Linked DNA regions of Zea mays: region 2 is linked to region 1. A link is a contact called in public Hi-C data. All regions are on one chromosome and are shown on one strand. The core of a region is the stretch at or near the end of the contact, and the rest is flanking DNA. Distances in the headings are between cores, read along the strand shown.

Evidence for each region. A called contact is a pair of places that touch in the nucleus more often than the background predicts.
Region 2: a contact with region 1 is called in a Hi-C map of leaf, with 5 times the contacts expected there. The contact joins the promoter of LOC103641750 here to the promoter of LOC100276570 in region 1. A contact is called at or near these places in 4 of 25 Hi-C or Micro-C datasets (bundle sheath, endosperm, leaf and 1 more).

What each region holds. Positions count from the first base shown.
Region 1 is chr10:127,000,861-127,008,612 of Zm-B73-REFERENCE-NAM-5.0, forward strand. It overlaps LOC100276570, which reads right to left and starts at 2,936. Exons shown (of 3, transcript NM_001150328.2): 1 at 2,735-2,936; 2 at 1,612-1,863; 3 at 1-785. The coding sequence starts at 1,831. The coding sequence ends at 133.
Region 2 is chr10:127,267,159-127,274,910 of Zm-B73-REFERENCE-NAM-5.0, forward strand. It overlaps LOC103641750 (probable WRKY transcription factor 34), which reads right to left and starts at 4,427. Exons shown (of 6, transcript XM_008665082.2): 1 at 3,998-4,427; 2 at 2,416-2,849; 3 at 1,647-1,808; 4 at 287-1,077; 5 at 56-214. The coding sequence starts at 2,829.

The sequences.
Region 1 (7,752 bases), core at 1,686-4,185:
GGCCTACAGCTACAGTAAGATACACGTTAAGACATCACAAACCCGGCGAACGAAGTTACAGACGGAAGAGAACACCAACTGAGCACGTCAATCCATGTGGATACGAATGCATCCAAACGAGGCAGGGCATCATCATGTCGGCACAACCTCGTCAAACGGCGCCGAGACCTGCGCGAAGAACATCTTCAGGGACAGGCACATCATTATCAGCTGGACGAGGCCAAAGAGGGACACTTTGAAGGTCCTGCTCTGCATCTTCAGGACCTCGGTCGTCCGGTAGAGATCCTTCTCCCGGACCTCCAGCTTGTCCACCTGCTCTTTCAACATCACGATCTTGCTCTCCGTCTCTCGTAGCTTGAGCAGCATCCTGGTGTTGTCCCCGGCAGCAGACGCCCTGTGCTCCTCCAAGGCCATCTGGTCTTCTGCCCGGACCTGCCAGTTCTGCCTCGCTTTCATCATCACCAGATACTGGATTTCAGCTTCCAGTATCTCCTGGAGATGGTGCTCGAACTCTGTCTCTAGCTGGTCGATGCTAGCTGCTGCCTCCTCCACCGTTGCCCTATCTGCAGTACCGATCAGTATTTGAAGCTTGGAAAGCCTTAAGTCTTTCTCTCTGATGGTGTTTGACACTTCTTTCACTTTTTGTTCAAGATGCTCCATCTTCTCATTCAATTTCAACATATCGACCTCTGCATACGGCAAAACGATCACATCTTGGTCTTTGTTACCAGAAGTGGATTCCTCCGCCTCAAGTTCTTTGCCAAGTTCTGATAATTTTTGTATCTCTGAGCAGCACAAAAAACCCAGAGGTGGTTAATACAAACATAAACTAGAGCTTAAAGACTAAATAATTTTAAAAAAAAATAACGGTAATCAAGTGGTATCTATGGAAAGAATAACTCAATAATAAATAGGATAGCACAGCTTTGTTATAACCAAGAACCACTAGAGTTATGTGATCCATTACAACTAGAACTAGCCAAAGTGTCCAAATACTCCAGAAGTGCACACTTGTCCCTTATACTATATTGTGAATAAACAAACCATTACTTTTCTTTCCAAAATGAAGTGAGAGCAAATCTGTTACTGATGTGGAAAGCATACTGCATACTATCAGAATTGATCATTGTATGGGTCTACGGATTGAAAAAAAAAATAGAAAAGGGAAGGCAGGAAGTGATAGCCATGACCTTAGGCATACTTTGCCAAGTGCTGCATAATGCGGCACTGAACAAGACACAATTACTCGTACATTATTCAGGAGGAGGTGTAGAAAACTACCATAACATATAAATGAAGAAAACAACCTATTTAGTAAATAAACGTGGTGCACGAGCAAAGTCAGCACAGATATGTTTGGAAAAAGCAACAGATTTAAAAAGAGAGTGCTGTGTAGAAATTTACTTCAGCAAGCAAACCTGGAACACCATGAAATTCCAACTTTCGAAGTACCGGAAAAATACAGTGCCTGTACTGTGTTACTTAATTAAGTCACAGTATTAAACAAGCCACAAAAAAAATCTAAGATGGTTGAAGTTTAAAGTGTGAGAAGGCACAAAAGCAACTTAAAAAGAAGTGCATAAGAAACATGAAGAAATATAAGATGTTTACCATTTTCAAGGACTTGCTGTGTCATATGAAGTGAAGAAACCGATTCAGCAAGAGGACCACCATCTCTATCTTGATTCACCCAGCTCCATTCATTTTCATCATTTTGCTCTTCGCTACTTATTATCATTTCCTCACCAATGTCACTGTCCCTTCTGTATGCTGACTGAACCTCCTCACTTTGCCGGTCCTCACTTCTATCCACATCATAGTGCATCAACATTGTTCTATGCTTGTAGTTGCTAAAAGCATCACCTGCATCAGATGCTATCAAGTAAGATTCGGCAAAGGAAGCATGTCTCCTGTCCCTAACAGCCCTTCTTTGTGCCTTGCACCCTTTTCCTGCAAAACCAAAATCCTTCACCCAAACTCTTTTCCTATTACAATCTCCAACAGTCTTCATCCCAATTATGCCTAGTGAATAGCCCGTCGCTAGCACCAAATAATTGATGTTGAGCTGCAACGGATTGTCAGGCGACTGCCTCCTTACTCTTCTCCACCTCCTTAATCTGCACAGCTTCCTTGGTGACGTCTCTACAAACAACTTATCTAGTGGTCCTAGCCAGGGGAGGGCCAACTTGGGCACCACCACTGCCTTCTTATCGAAAGGCAACTTTGGAGGGGATCGCACAGGATTCTCTGTCCTAACGCCAATATCAAAGTCGGCTATTGTAATGTCCTTGAGGCGCAAATCGGCTAACTTATTTGCATCTCCAAATTGAGGTACCTCGCCCCAATGCATATCAGAATCGCGAGGAGGCTCTCGAGGATACTGGCCTAAATTTTCTGCCCTGATTGTGAACTCCAATTTAGGCATGCTAATTTCACCCTTTTTTTGTCTAAACCCTATGTGCTGAAAGACAAGGAAACCCGATTGTGAAGGCGGCTGGGCTCCTGAAATCAGGCTCCCCGGGTTCGGTTCTATGTTTCATCCTACCCAAACGCATACAATTTTATAGTTTCCTGGCCTTGATTCACACTCCAACAATCCTCCTAAGCATTCGGCCAAACAGAATTCCAAGGAACTACACTACAGGACGTCGCTCTCGGTCACAACAAACCAGAAATTTCACAGGAAATTCCGAAATAAATCGGACCAACCTAGAGCGATGGAGAAATCACGCACCTGACGCGACGAAAGTTCCTGGAATTGGGACGCCGGGATACTGGCGGGGTGAGCGGAGACAACAACGGCCGGAGGCGGGGCCGCCTGCGCAGCGAATATATACAGGTCCCGTAGGAATTTCCGTGAAGCAGCGGACAAACTGCGCGCCACGGAAGTGGGGAGGTTGAGGAAAGCACGAAACGAAGCCGAGGAAGGAAAGGGTGTTCGTCAAGGAAGAAGAGAGATTAGTTAACGAACGCGATGACTCCGGGCCCGGGAATGCGGATTCCGTCCCAAATTTTGTTGGGTTCGGGCCCATTGTAGACCGCAATCTCCGAGAAAAAGGAAGGTTGTGGGCCGCTTATGGGCCTTGCGAAGTTGGAATTGCAACGAACTGTTATACACAGGATCTTTGATCCCACATCTTTCTTTTTAGAAGAAATCAGCACGTGTGAAGATACAGGGATCTCGTTTTTTTTATCATGCAACACGATAAAGAAAATACATAGAAAATAAATATATAGAAAGATTTATAATATATTTTATTATAAGAGAGCATGAATCCATATATATAGCCTCATCAAAGAAGTAAGCCAACCTTTTAAGGTTTCTGAGCACTCACTCCTCGTAATACCGTGACAAACCCATGTCTCATAAAAAAATTCAAAACCCCAATAGAAAAATAGAAAAAAATGCATTGTGTCGTCAAATATATTACACTTATTGCCTTGTTAAAAAACATCCATGAGAAACTTCACAAAAACTCGTGATGAGAAAATAGTACAAAGTCTTCGTGATACAGCAATCTTCAAGATTTAAAAATTAAGATCTTTTGGACCCAAACTTAGGCTTGTGATTAGAAGTATCTCCTTCGGATGTGTTTGGTTTGAGATCAAATTAGTATGAGGCGGGGGCGACATCGTTCACTCGATTTTTTGGATCACGCCGCCACCAACAATTGCTTTCGTGTTAACCTTGTTCTCGTGTGACTCTCATCCAAACACTATAGAAAATGTGGCCACCCACTTCCATCCCTTCTTATACGTCCAACCAAATACATCCTTAATCGCTTGGGCTTAAAGCCGCTTGTGCTGCTGCTGTCGCTATCCTAAGGCTCAATATATTTTAGAAACAATAGAAAACAACACATCAAGCAAGCAAACCGAACAACGGTTGTGTTGTTCGCTTCGAATTAAAGTCGACTGTTTGGACTGTTGAAGTTACAAATTCACAAAGATAAAAACATTGTAGAAGCAGTAGAAACTGGTACGGATTAAAGCCAAGCGAACAGGCTCATATGCCTCATACCAATACTGCTACATATTTTCTAAACATTGTTGCTGGTAAGAATTTAGTGAATAAACCATACAGATTGTCACAAGATTTAACTTTCACAATAATCATCTCACCCTGCTTCTAGTGTTCATGAGGATAAAAACTATCAAGAGTTATATGTTTTATCATATTACTTTTGATATAGCTCATTTGCATTTGTGCAACACATGCTGCATTATCCTCACATAATGATGGAATTTTCAATGATTTTGAAATCACATGACTTTTAGATATAACCAATCATATGCCATAGCTAGTCATATTCCCATGTGGTTTCATAAAGTGCTAGGATATCTAAGTAGCTAGTAGATATAGTTACTAAGGTCTGTTTTCTCGATTTACATAAAACATAATGCCACCAAAGAGAAACATAAAATCAACCTAAGATCTGGTGTAGGGATTGGATTGATATCTGACCTACTCATAGCCATGATGCTTTGGTACTAATTCTTTAGAAAATTCATGCCAAGATCTTGAGTGCTTTTGAGGTATCTTAGTATTGTCTTAACATTGACCTATTGTCTTTGGGTTGGTTTTGCACTATGGCGTGCTAGCAAATTTACTATAAATGTAATATCAAGTCTAGTGCAATTTGCAAGATACATCAGTGTTCCAATAGCACTAATATACAAGACGGCTAGTCCCAAAGTTTCCTCACAATTGCCTTTGAACTAAATGGGGTTTTTATCCTTTAAAGGGACCATACAACCATCAGAGTCTTTAAAGGGTGTGCCTTTGTCATGTTAAATTTCTTAAGAACCTTTTTCAAATAGGTTGACTATTGTACTCAAATTTCTTTAGGAGACCTTGTATTTGCAGGCCTAGATAGAACTTGATATTCCCTTAGTCTTTTATTTAAAACTTTATCTTGAGGCAGATGATTTCCTCCTCAATATTCTCTGCACATCCTATGATATTTAGATCATCAACATAGACTAGAATAATGCAAAACCCCTTCTAAGATGTTGTATTTGTAACAATATAGCCCTTCTTTCAAACTTTACACATTCAATACCATGTACTAGCTTCCTTCCATTGGCCTTGGTACCTTCTCTGTGCCCAATTTCATCGTTGAGATGGATGCCTCCCATTCTTATATTGCAGTCTTTTGGTTATTCCACCTTCCTGCCATTATTTTGAGGCTTTCAATCCATGCATCCCATTTTTATGGTTTTGTTTAGCATATCAATTTCCTTTCTCAGCTTCTATATTTGCTAGGTTAGTGGTATAAACTTTTAAATAAATATTGCAACATTTTTCACAACCTTGGCTAATGGAAGGGGTAAAAGAATCTTTTGCCTTGGGGAGATGTGAATTGTTATTGCAAATAATACTATATTGTTCCTCACACTCTTTATACTTTCCATCTAAGTCATAATACTTTTGCTTAAGGGAATATGTTTTTTTCTTTATGATAACATGGGATTCTTGATCTTTGGCCAAAGCCTTGTGCAATGTGTTCACCTCACTTCTCTCCAATGCAATACCTTTCTTGTTAGCAATATAAAGGTCTTCTTGTTCAATAAGAATGTCCTTTGTAGATTCTAGCTCATCTTGTACTCTCCCTAATTCCCATATTAGCTTAGTGATGAAAAACTTGGTCTTTTATCCAAATTTTTAATTATTTGATTAATTTCTTCATCACTAGATATATCACTAGGAGGAGGTTTGGATTTTGGTTGGGTTTAACATCTCGCCATTTGCCATGATACAAATGTGAGGGGCAATCATCATCATCGAACATGTTGAAGAGCCTTGGTGTGGTGGATGACTTATGAATGACAATGATAGCAACTATCTCATCCTCCTCACTTAAGCTCTCTTTTGATAAACCCCACTCATGTCTAGTGTGAGTTTCCCATTGTATTGTTCTTCTCATAGCCATGTTTGCCCCCTTTTATTGTATTTGTTATCTTCTTTTCATGTGCACTACAAGACATCTATGACTAATTTATGGTGACAAAAGAGTTGTTTGTTGTTATGTCACCCTGTTAGTGATGTTATGTAAGTTAGGGTTTTTAGTGACAAATTTTGTCCCGTCACTAAAGACCACTAAAAAGTGTCATGAAGTAGCCTGCTAACATGTAGTGACGAACATGTTCGTGTCATAACATGTCATAAAGAAAAAGTCATAAAGTTATGACAAATTTATTTGTCATAAGTTTTTCCTATGTTTTTATTAGGCTCTACAAACATTAAATGGATCCATGTATCATATGGTTCATTCACTGGTTAAGTGAAACTAAAGGAAAATATTGGAGAGATACATCGGGGTGAGTGAAATAAAAAGAACTACATGGTAAAATTAAAGATTGAAAAATAGAAGAAAAAATATGCCAAACTGAGATAAAAAAACAAGGAAAAGGCTCTAGTAACATTAAATTGGTCTATGTGTCATATGGTTTGAGTAACAATAAGAAATACAAGAAAAAATATATGCCACAGGAATTGAACCTTGCATCTATCGATTATTAAGTCAATTATATCACCACTATGACACACAATTGAGCATTATTTTGTTGTAATACTTTTATTTGACTCGTTATTTGTGTTGTAATTTAGGTCTGCCTCATGGGGTGACTTTGCGTTTGCAACCTTGGGAGCAGACCGAGCCACCACATCACCAACGAGTCGAAGATGCTAGGCAACGACCCCTAGATAACAGTCTAAGATGCCTCTGCCGATGAGGCACCAACAAGTCCTCAAGCTCGTGCTCGAGCTGCCAGACGTTGTTGCGGCCACCCGCACGATGTCGCTCCGTTGTAGGTCACTACACCACCGCCTCCACATGTTGCAGGTCACCATTTTGTTGCCTCCACACGATGTACCATGTTGTTACGCCTCATTGTATAGAGCTTCTACAACCACATGTTCCTGTGTTGCCCTGCAAGAAGGTATGAATGCCTACGGTTCTTGATATTAGAGGATGTAAGAATGTAGGTTTTAGATTCAAGTGGTCCTATATTTACTTTCATGTCTCTGTAGATTGGGCTAGCATTATTGATGGAGGGATACTTCCTGCAGGTTGTTATTTTCTTGCTTGCAGGACCAAGATTTTACATATTTGCGCAATGGGAACTAGAAGTCTAGAATAGTAGTTAATTACAACATCTTTGCATATTCAATACAAAATTATATTAGAATGGTCATAATTAGCAAACTAGACTACTTTTGTGAGCTACAATCATTAAGGAATTTATTTTACTTCTTATGACTTATAAATGTTCAATAAGAATTAATTTTAATGTATTATATATATACTCGCATGCTTATTTCTTAAAATCTTGCAGATGGGCAGATCTTGGATGACTTGTAGGCTATTTAGCCAGTCACATCTTGATGGAGTCAATAACTTTATGTAGTTTGTTTTAGAAAGAATCAGTGGAAATGAAGAGATTAGAGACAAAAGATAGGTGACGAACTAGTTTTTGTCATAATAGCGTCACATAGTATGTACTGTGATAATTTTTCACTAATCATTCACAAAATTAAACATAATAGAAGGTCATATCTCTTGTAGTGATGGCACATGGCAATAAAATGTTTGTCAGTTCCACATTTGTAACATGATCTATTTTTGTATGAAAACCTTCAATTCACCACCTTGTAACCTTTCTTCTTGAGTCTCTTGTGGTACCTCTTCACAAAGAGAGTGATATTTTCAATTTATTCATATTGTTCACCATCACTTTCACTCTCACTTA
Region 2 (7,752 bases), core at 3,177-5,676, 270 kb after region 1:
AATGGAGCTCTGAATTCAGAGGCTGCTGCTGCTGCTCCTCCTCCTCCTGACAAACCTTGGATTCGGGTTGCCCTTGACGACCTTCTGCCCGTACTTGCGCCAGCGGTAGCCGTCATCGAGGATGTCCACCTCGCTCGTCGTTTGGATCACCACTCGAGGCTCGCGAACAGCTCTCGACGCAGTGCTCATGTCAATGGCGTATGACTCCAGCTTCCTGAAATAACCAGACAGACGGTCAGCTCTAGACTGACACTGCTAAATAAATTATTATTAGATATTCTATTACCTTCGTTTAGATTCCAGTTCGTCGCCCTCCGCCGCGTTGGCACCGCCATGAGTCAGAGTCACCCTGTCGTCCCCGTCCACCTCGTCAGACACGGCAGACGTCACGTCCGCGCCCTCGGGGGACCCAAACCGGGCCGCGCAGTCGACCTGCATCGACGCCGCCGAGTCACAGAGCTCACCGGGAACCGACGGGGGCGACGTCGCGTCCACGCCATCCTGGACACCCGCACGCCACGCCTGGTTGGCTTCCGCCGCGTTTGCCTGTGACCCCTGCAGGTTGTCGGCTGCGTCCGCCTGCGCACCGCCGCCCAACGGGTGCGCGCCTGCGCCTGGCCGGCGGCTCTGCGTGGGCTTCGGGTGGTTGTGCGTTCCCTTGTAGATGATCTCCGTGACGTGCCCCTCGTGCGAGCGCTCAACCTTCTTCTTCACCAGGCAGTTGGGATGCGTGCACTTGAAGTAGCTGCGCGGGTACTCGCTGTGCTTCACCTGCTTCTGCCCGTACTTCCTCCAGCTGTACCCGTCCTCCGCTGGCGCTGTAACGGCCATTGCCGCCGGGTAGTCTTCCCTCGCATCAGCTTCCTCGGCTCTCTGGCCGTAATCCGGGGGTGATGCGTGTTCATTGCCTGCACCGGTGCCAGACGCAAGACGGCTGAGCTTGGAGTCACGAGCACCGTCACTATTCATGTTTGTCTGCCCATCGTGATTCTGCTGGTTCAGTTGGCCCAGCAAATTAGCCTCTTGGACTGCCTGAGTCTTAGCTTCAGTCTTCACAGAAGACTGCGTATTTTGTTCCTGGTGGAACAAATATAAGGAAATGAAATCAAACCAGTATTGGATCAGGAGCAAGGGAAATAAAATGGTTCGTTCACATTTTGAACATATAATCAGAACGAATTTTTCTTATCTGTTTATTTGTTGGAACTGCAGGAAGACTAACTACTGTTTGGTTGTCAGTGAGAATTATTTTATTGGACTTATAAATTATCTAGCTGGTCCCTTGTCTTCTCCAGTTAGTATGAACAGTATGCAGCAAAACAGCAGTACTGACATTACCAGCCACTTCGCTATAAAAAAAGACGAACTAATCTGTTACAGGTCGTGCAACAGATAAAAGAATCCCAGAGAAAAACACTTTGGATTTAACCGATTTCTCATCTAGACTTGGAGTAAAGTTTCAGAAACAAACATCACAGCAAACCGCATGTTTATACAAATACTTTCTAAGTTTCGAGATACTTTTATCATTAGCACAGAGCAAATGTTATCAGCAATAACCTAGGAAGTATTCAGACATTACTAGACTTCAATCGTCACCATGCAAGCAAATGTCATCAGGAACGAACTATTCAAATGCTACTAACCTTCATTACTTCAGCAGTGTAGTGTGAGGATTTCAGATCTAAGGGCTTGAAAGAAAAAGCATCAGTGCCATCTCCAACTGGAGGGCCTCCAGGTCGAATAGGATCGTTGTCATTTGTGCTACCAAACAAGAATAGCTTCCCCGTGGTTGGTGAGGCTTGTCCCTGAAGAATTGCAAGAGAAACAAAAACATTGTTGTCAGGTAAGAAATAGCTTCGATCAGAGTTCAGTAAAAAATAATTGTCCTAGTTGGTACCTCCTTAGTTAATTTACATATGAATTACACGATGATTCAAAACACATATATGAATATAAACTGAGCAAACACATGAATTTTCTATCCAGCTTTGACAACATTAACAGCTATTGTACTGGAGTTTCCAAGTAGTACATAGGGGGGGGGGGGGGGGGGGGGGATTTGGATCTTAAGTGTGGGGTATACATTGCTATATAAACTATGGAAGGCAAAGAGATCGGTCATCATATTACTGCTTTCAAGAAAAACTTTGAAAATATTTGGATGATATCATTACTATTTTCTGCTTTTGAGAAAACAAACGGAAGCCTGTTTGGAAAGAAGAGACCGCATGCTAGAACGAAAACAAAGCAGAATTGGTCATGGAACCAAAGTAGATCTTTCACGAACTCCCCCGGAGAGGTCAAAAGTTCGATAAAGCAAGCATTCTTGAACTGCCAATTCAGCATCCATAGGCGAAAGCAAATAGTAATTCTGGTACGTGTTCACGCCCTATAGAAAAGAACAGCACATACCAGGGCATTCGAAATGAAGACAGGTGACTCCAGCAGCGTTGCTGGGCTCAAGCCAGGCGGGATCGTGAGGTAGGGCGATGGAGCTCCTGGCACTGAACTATCATCTCCAGCTACCGTGCTGAAAGGCATGTTCAGCTTCGGCACCTTGAATCCGGCTCTTGCCTGCATCCTCTCGGCGAGGCTGCTTCCAGGACTGGAGTTCTGGCCAAACTGTGGGGTCAGTGGCAGTGATCGGCCTTCGTGCTGAGGCGAGTTTAAGGCGGCTGACAAGCCATGCTTCTCAAATCCGGCTTCAACGTCCTCGTTGCTGTGCCCCTCTACGGTGTCTGGCCGAACAGCTCTGGATTGGAAGACCATGGAAGATTCTTGGCCTGGATTAGGATCCTTCCACCCCATTGCTACATGGCCTTCCATCTCAGCTTGGATTGCTCAACCTAATGGGGGTGAAAAAATAGTTACGTCTCAGTACTAAGTCAATGTATGTTCTGTCTGGACATTAGCTTCAGATTTACAGAGGTAGACAAGGACAATATCCAAAGGCAACGGGAATCTGACAACGGTAGTGATATGATATTTGTTTTGATGAACAGATATCAGGAGAAACATTTTCCAGTTGAAACAAAACAAAAGCAAACGATGGATTGAAATCGGTTAAGTTCACAGGAGTCTTGAGCACCAGGATCCAAATGCATCAAGAGCTCGCGGGAGAGCGAAACAGGTGAAACGGGAGTACAGGACAGCCTGCAACAGGTTTATTTGAAGGGAAAAAAAAAAGAAAAAGGATTTCAGTGGTAGCGCTAACAAGTACCAGAGATTTCTCAGAGATGGCAGGCAATCTCCTCCAACTGGAAGAACACCAACTTTTATACTTCTAATCAGAGACACTATATTCCCAGTCCAATTATCATCAGTTTTTTTCCCACAAACTCAAAATTCTCCGTGGAGCTGATTCCAAAACAGGAACCGTGTCGATGTGAGTAAACGACAACTCATAATAACCGTGGTGTAACACGAAATGTTAAAGTCGATGCGACCGGCACACTCCCCACGAATAAATATAAAAACAAATAAAATGGAACGTGGCTGTTCCATCCCATTCACTTCAAGACCAGGAAAAAGAAATGGCATGGATCCAAATCGTTGCGTGATTGCCTGTGAGTGGGGGACTCTCCTGTGGCTCGGAGCTCGAAGCGCATACGCATAAACAACATGGAACAGCCTTTCGCAAGAGCTCTTCAGAATGATAGATCGACTTAAGATGACAATGACGAAAACATCTCCTCGAAGAGAACATAAGGGTGACGAAAAGAAGAAAAAAATACAGAAATATTCAATAAGATACTGACGACCCAGAAGTGAACGACATTGTATTTAGAAAGAAATATAGGAAATCCTGTGCCAAAATTTCTGGAGCAGTCCACGTAAGAACAGACAAACTCGGGCCATACAACGAGAAAACACGCGAGGGGGCTCGATAGGATACAACCGAATCCCCTCGCGTCGCGACAAATGGCAGGCCGAGAAACAGAGAGCTCATTTCATTGACGGAGCCACCGAGGGGGAATGGGGATGGAACGCGAACCTGTGACTGGAGGGAGGAGGTCGCCGGAGGAGCCCAGTGGTGGCGAGGCTCGCTCCACGCCACACCCCTTGTGGGAACGGGAAGGCTTCGCGACGGCTCAGTCTACCGATGGCCCAAGGAAAGCGCAACAGGAACGAAGCACAAGGATCAGGGACAAATGATGGGCACTCTGCAGCCACAGGGAGTCAGGAAAAGAAGGTTCCTCCTGCCATTACTTGCCTCCGTCTCTCTTTTCTCTCTCATCGTTCGCACAGCACGATTTGTTTTTTACGCTGGAGAGAGAAGAGTAAAATATAATAAAGAGTGGAGGAGGAAGGAACACTGGAACAGAGGCTGAGAACGAGAGAGAGAGAGAGCAGGGTGAGGGGCGGAGGAGGAGGGGCGGTTTGACCAAGAGAATGGTGGAGCGGAAGGATCCCTCGGGACTCGAGAGTCGAGACGGGCGGGTGTGGAGAGAGAAACGGACATCGTTTTATCCCTGTCGCAAACTGCATTTGCTTCGGATTTCTTTCCTTAAAAAATATAACTTTTGGGTTTGTTGTTTGTTGTTTGTTTGGATTAGAGCATGCGGGCGTATTCGGCAGCTTGTTTTCTGCCGTTGTTGGTAGAGATGAAACGAACGGGATTGATCCTAATAACCTTTCTCTCATTTTTATTTTCAAATTTTATTTAAAATACAAGATAAAAGGGGACCATCTAAGTAGAAACATCATCATATAAAGTATAAAGATAAAGTAGTATTACGATCATATTAAACATCTCATCTAGATGTATGCAAGCAATATATTATAATGTACATATAGCTACTAAAGAAAAATAATCAATTATAGATTAGTTTGTTGTGAGGTGACCAAACAATCTCTGAGCAGTTTTACTGATGTGGCATTGCCACTGTAGCACCGATTTTGTCTATTTTAGTTCTGTGATTCAGAAGTATTCAAAATTTACATATTTTTGAGGCTAAAAATTTTATTATAAGTAACTAATATAATTACTAAACTACTAAAATTTTGGTTGGGTTTATTAAGCAATTTAAGTGGCCTCTATTATGAAAACTAACTAAATTAATTTTATATTTGTTTTTAGAAACACTTAGCAAACAATAATAAATGTTGTCCAGTTTGTACACAGTCCTACTCTCATCTAAAATAACTTGCACAAATTTTTTCGTAATTTTATGTGAACTTTAAATATGGACTCATGTAATGTTCACAGAAACATTTGTGTAAGTAATGAGTCTATATTTAAAGTGTTTAGAAAACTAGAAATGTTTGTATAAATTATTTTAGCATATAGGAGGGCTATGTAAAATTTTGGGATCTTTTCATTACTATTTGCTAAGTGTAATTGATTTAGTTACTAAGGAGAAGAAAATCCACTTTAGCATTAGAAGATAAGAAATATTTTTTGGACAAAAAAATATTAAACTCTTTTTATGTAGTTTTTTATTTTTAGTAATTAAGTTGCTACTCCTAAAATTATTTAAAAATTAGAATGAAAAATAATGCCTGGTTATCAAGTTGTAAGTAAAATTTTATAAAATTTAGATACTACCAGATCACATAACTGAAAAAAGATAAATTTGGTGTCACAGTGACAATATCACATCAGCGAAACAACTCACTAAAATCGTCAAGAAGGTTATTTTTTCGGTTTTGTAAAGTTCAACTGATTTTGAAGATGAGGGGTGAAATAGACCTCTAAAGATGAGGGGATTATGTTGACTTTTTCTTTTTGTTTCATACATTAGTAGCTTGTGTACAGCTCTTGAAGCCTAATCGTTTCTTTTCCTCAACTTGCCTGGCATATGATTCTTGCTTCATTCATAGAGTTTCAAATTTTGGTTTCACGCACATTTGTGAGTTTGAACCTCACAAAGAAAGAGATGGGCGCGAAGCTACGACAGCGTGAGAATCGGATATGGAGCGTTGGATACGATGATGCGGTATAGAGTAACCGTTGGCTCATCGGAGGATATGAAGAGTCAGATGAAAATAATAACGCAAGTAGTACATCTCAACCGTAACGTCACTCCTGGTGTACGATGACGGTAAATTAAAGCCAGAAAGATTAGGTTAAGGTACGGTAATTTATCGTTATATAAGCCGAAACATTACACGATTAGCGAGCATTGGACATTAAATGATGGAGCGGTGGTACCTGATCGCGCGGGGCCGGGCCTCTCGATCTTTTTTATGTACGCGACGAGGTGCAGACATGAATTGATAGGCTTGTTCCCGACGAGTACAGGCCCGGCTGGGATGGTGGGATTGATGTAGGAGTACGACATCCTCACCATAAAGCAAAGAGGCTCTCGTAGTCTCGTACGTGTCCTTTGTAAGAATTTAAGCAATTTTGTATTTGATTTAGTTTTCAAATTCTATCACCAATGTTCAAGGCATTGTTGGCTCTACAACCTTGATAGCTCGGACACGGATGGTACCACGGTACGCCACACCAGCCCAGACGACTCTACAACCTTGATAGCTCCGAGCAAAATGTATAAGACTGTATTCGGTGGATCGTATAAAATAGAGGACGTACAACTATAGATAACATTGTTTAACACTATTTAAAGAGCGAAGTTTGTTATAAGAATAAGATAAGAGACAAGATAGAGAATTTGTTGGAGGTGACCTAAGGATCCTCGTGTCTCAAAGACCACGGAGGTCCCATGGATCCTAGAGGGCCCCGGCCTCCCAACAGCTACAGAAGGCATCGAACGTTTGAAAGGTGTCAACGGATGTCATGAGAAGAACTGAGAGCCGCCATAGACGAATCTTGGATATCCCAAGAGACAAGGGGAGCTTCTGCCGTCTCCGGATGTTCCAAGGGACACGCGGGTGCTGCATGTCACGAGAGGCATAGAGCCCACCTCCATTCCAAGGGAATCAGGGGAGGAGGGACGAGATCAGACGTACATGTGAGACTACTAATTTCGTTCTTAAATATTGGTCGTCCCTTAGTTTCTATTTAATTTAAACTAAATCATGACATATAAAAATGACGAATTGAAGGAAGTAGTTACCAATCATTCCAGTGACATAGGGCCTCCACACGTCAAGCGTCTCGAGAGCCGCGACCCCCCTCCAAATAAAAAAAACCTAAACTTATAATAATACTCGCTCTGTTTCGTTTTAGTTGTCGCTGGATAGTGCAAAATTGAACTATCCAGCGACAACTAAAAAGAAACGAAGAGAGTATAACTGTAATAACTAAATTAAATTAAATATGACTCGTATCTATATCAAATCTAACAATATCTATTATTATAAAGTAACAGTTTTATCGGGGACCATAATTAGGGGTACCCTCAAGACGCCTAATTCTCAGCTGGTAACCCCCATCAGCATAAAGCTGCAAAGGCCTGATGGGTATGATTAAGTCAGGGATCAGTCCACACGAGTGACTCGATCACGCTTCACCCGAGCCTAGCCTCGGCCGAGGGCAGCCGACCTCGAGAGACTTCCGTCTCGCCCGAGGCCCCCCTTTTTACGGCGGACACATCACCGGCTCGCCCGAGGCCTTGGCTTCGCTCAGAAGCAACCTTGACTAAATCGCCACACCGACTGACCAAATTGCAGGGGCATTTAACGCAAAGGTGGCCTGACACCTTTATCCTGACACGCGCCCCCCCGGCAGAGCCGAAGTGACCGCCGTCACTCCACCGCTCCTCTGACCAGTCTGACAGAAGGACAGCGCCGCCTGCGCCACTCCGACTGCGGTGCCACTCGACAGAGTGAGTCTGACAGGCA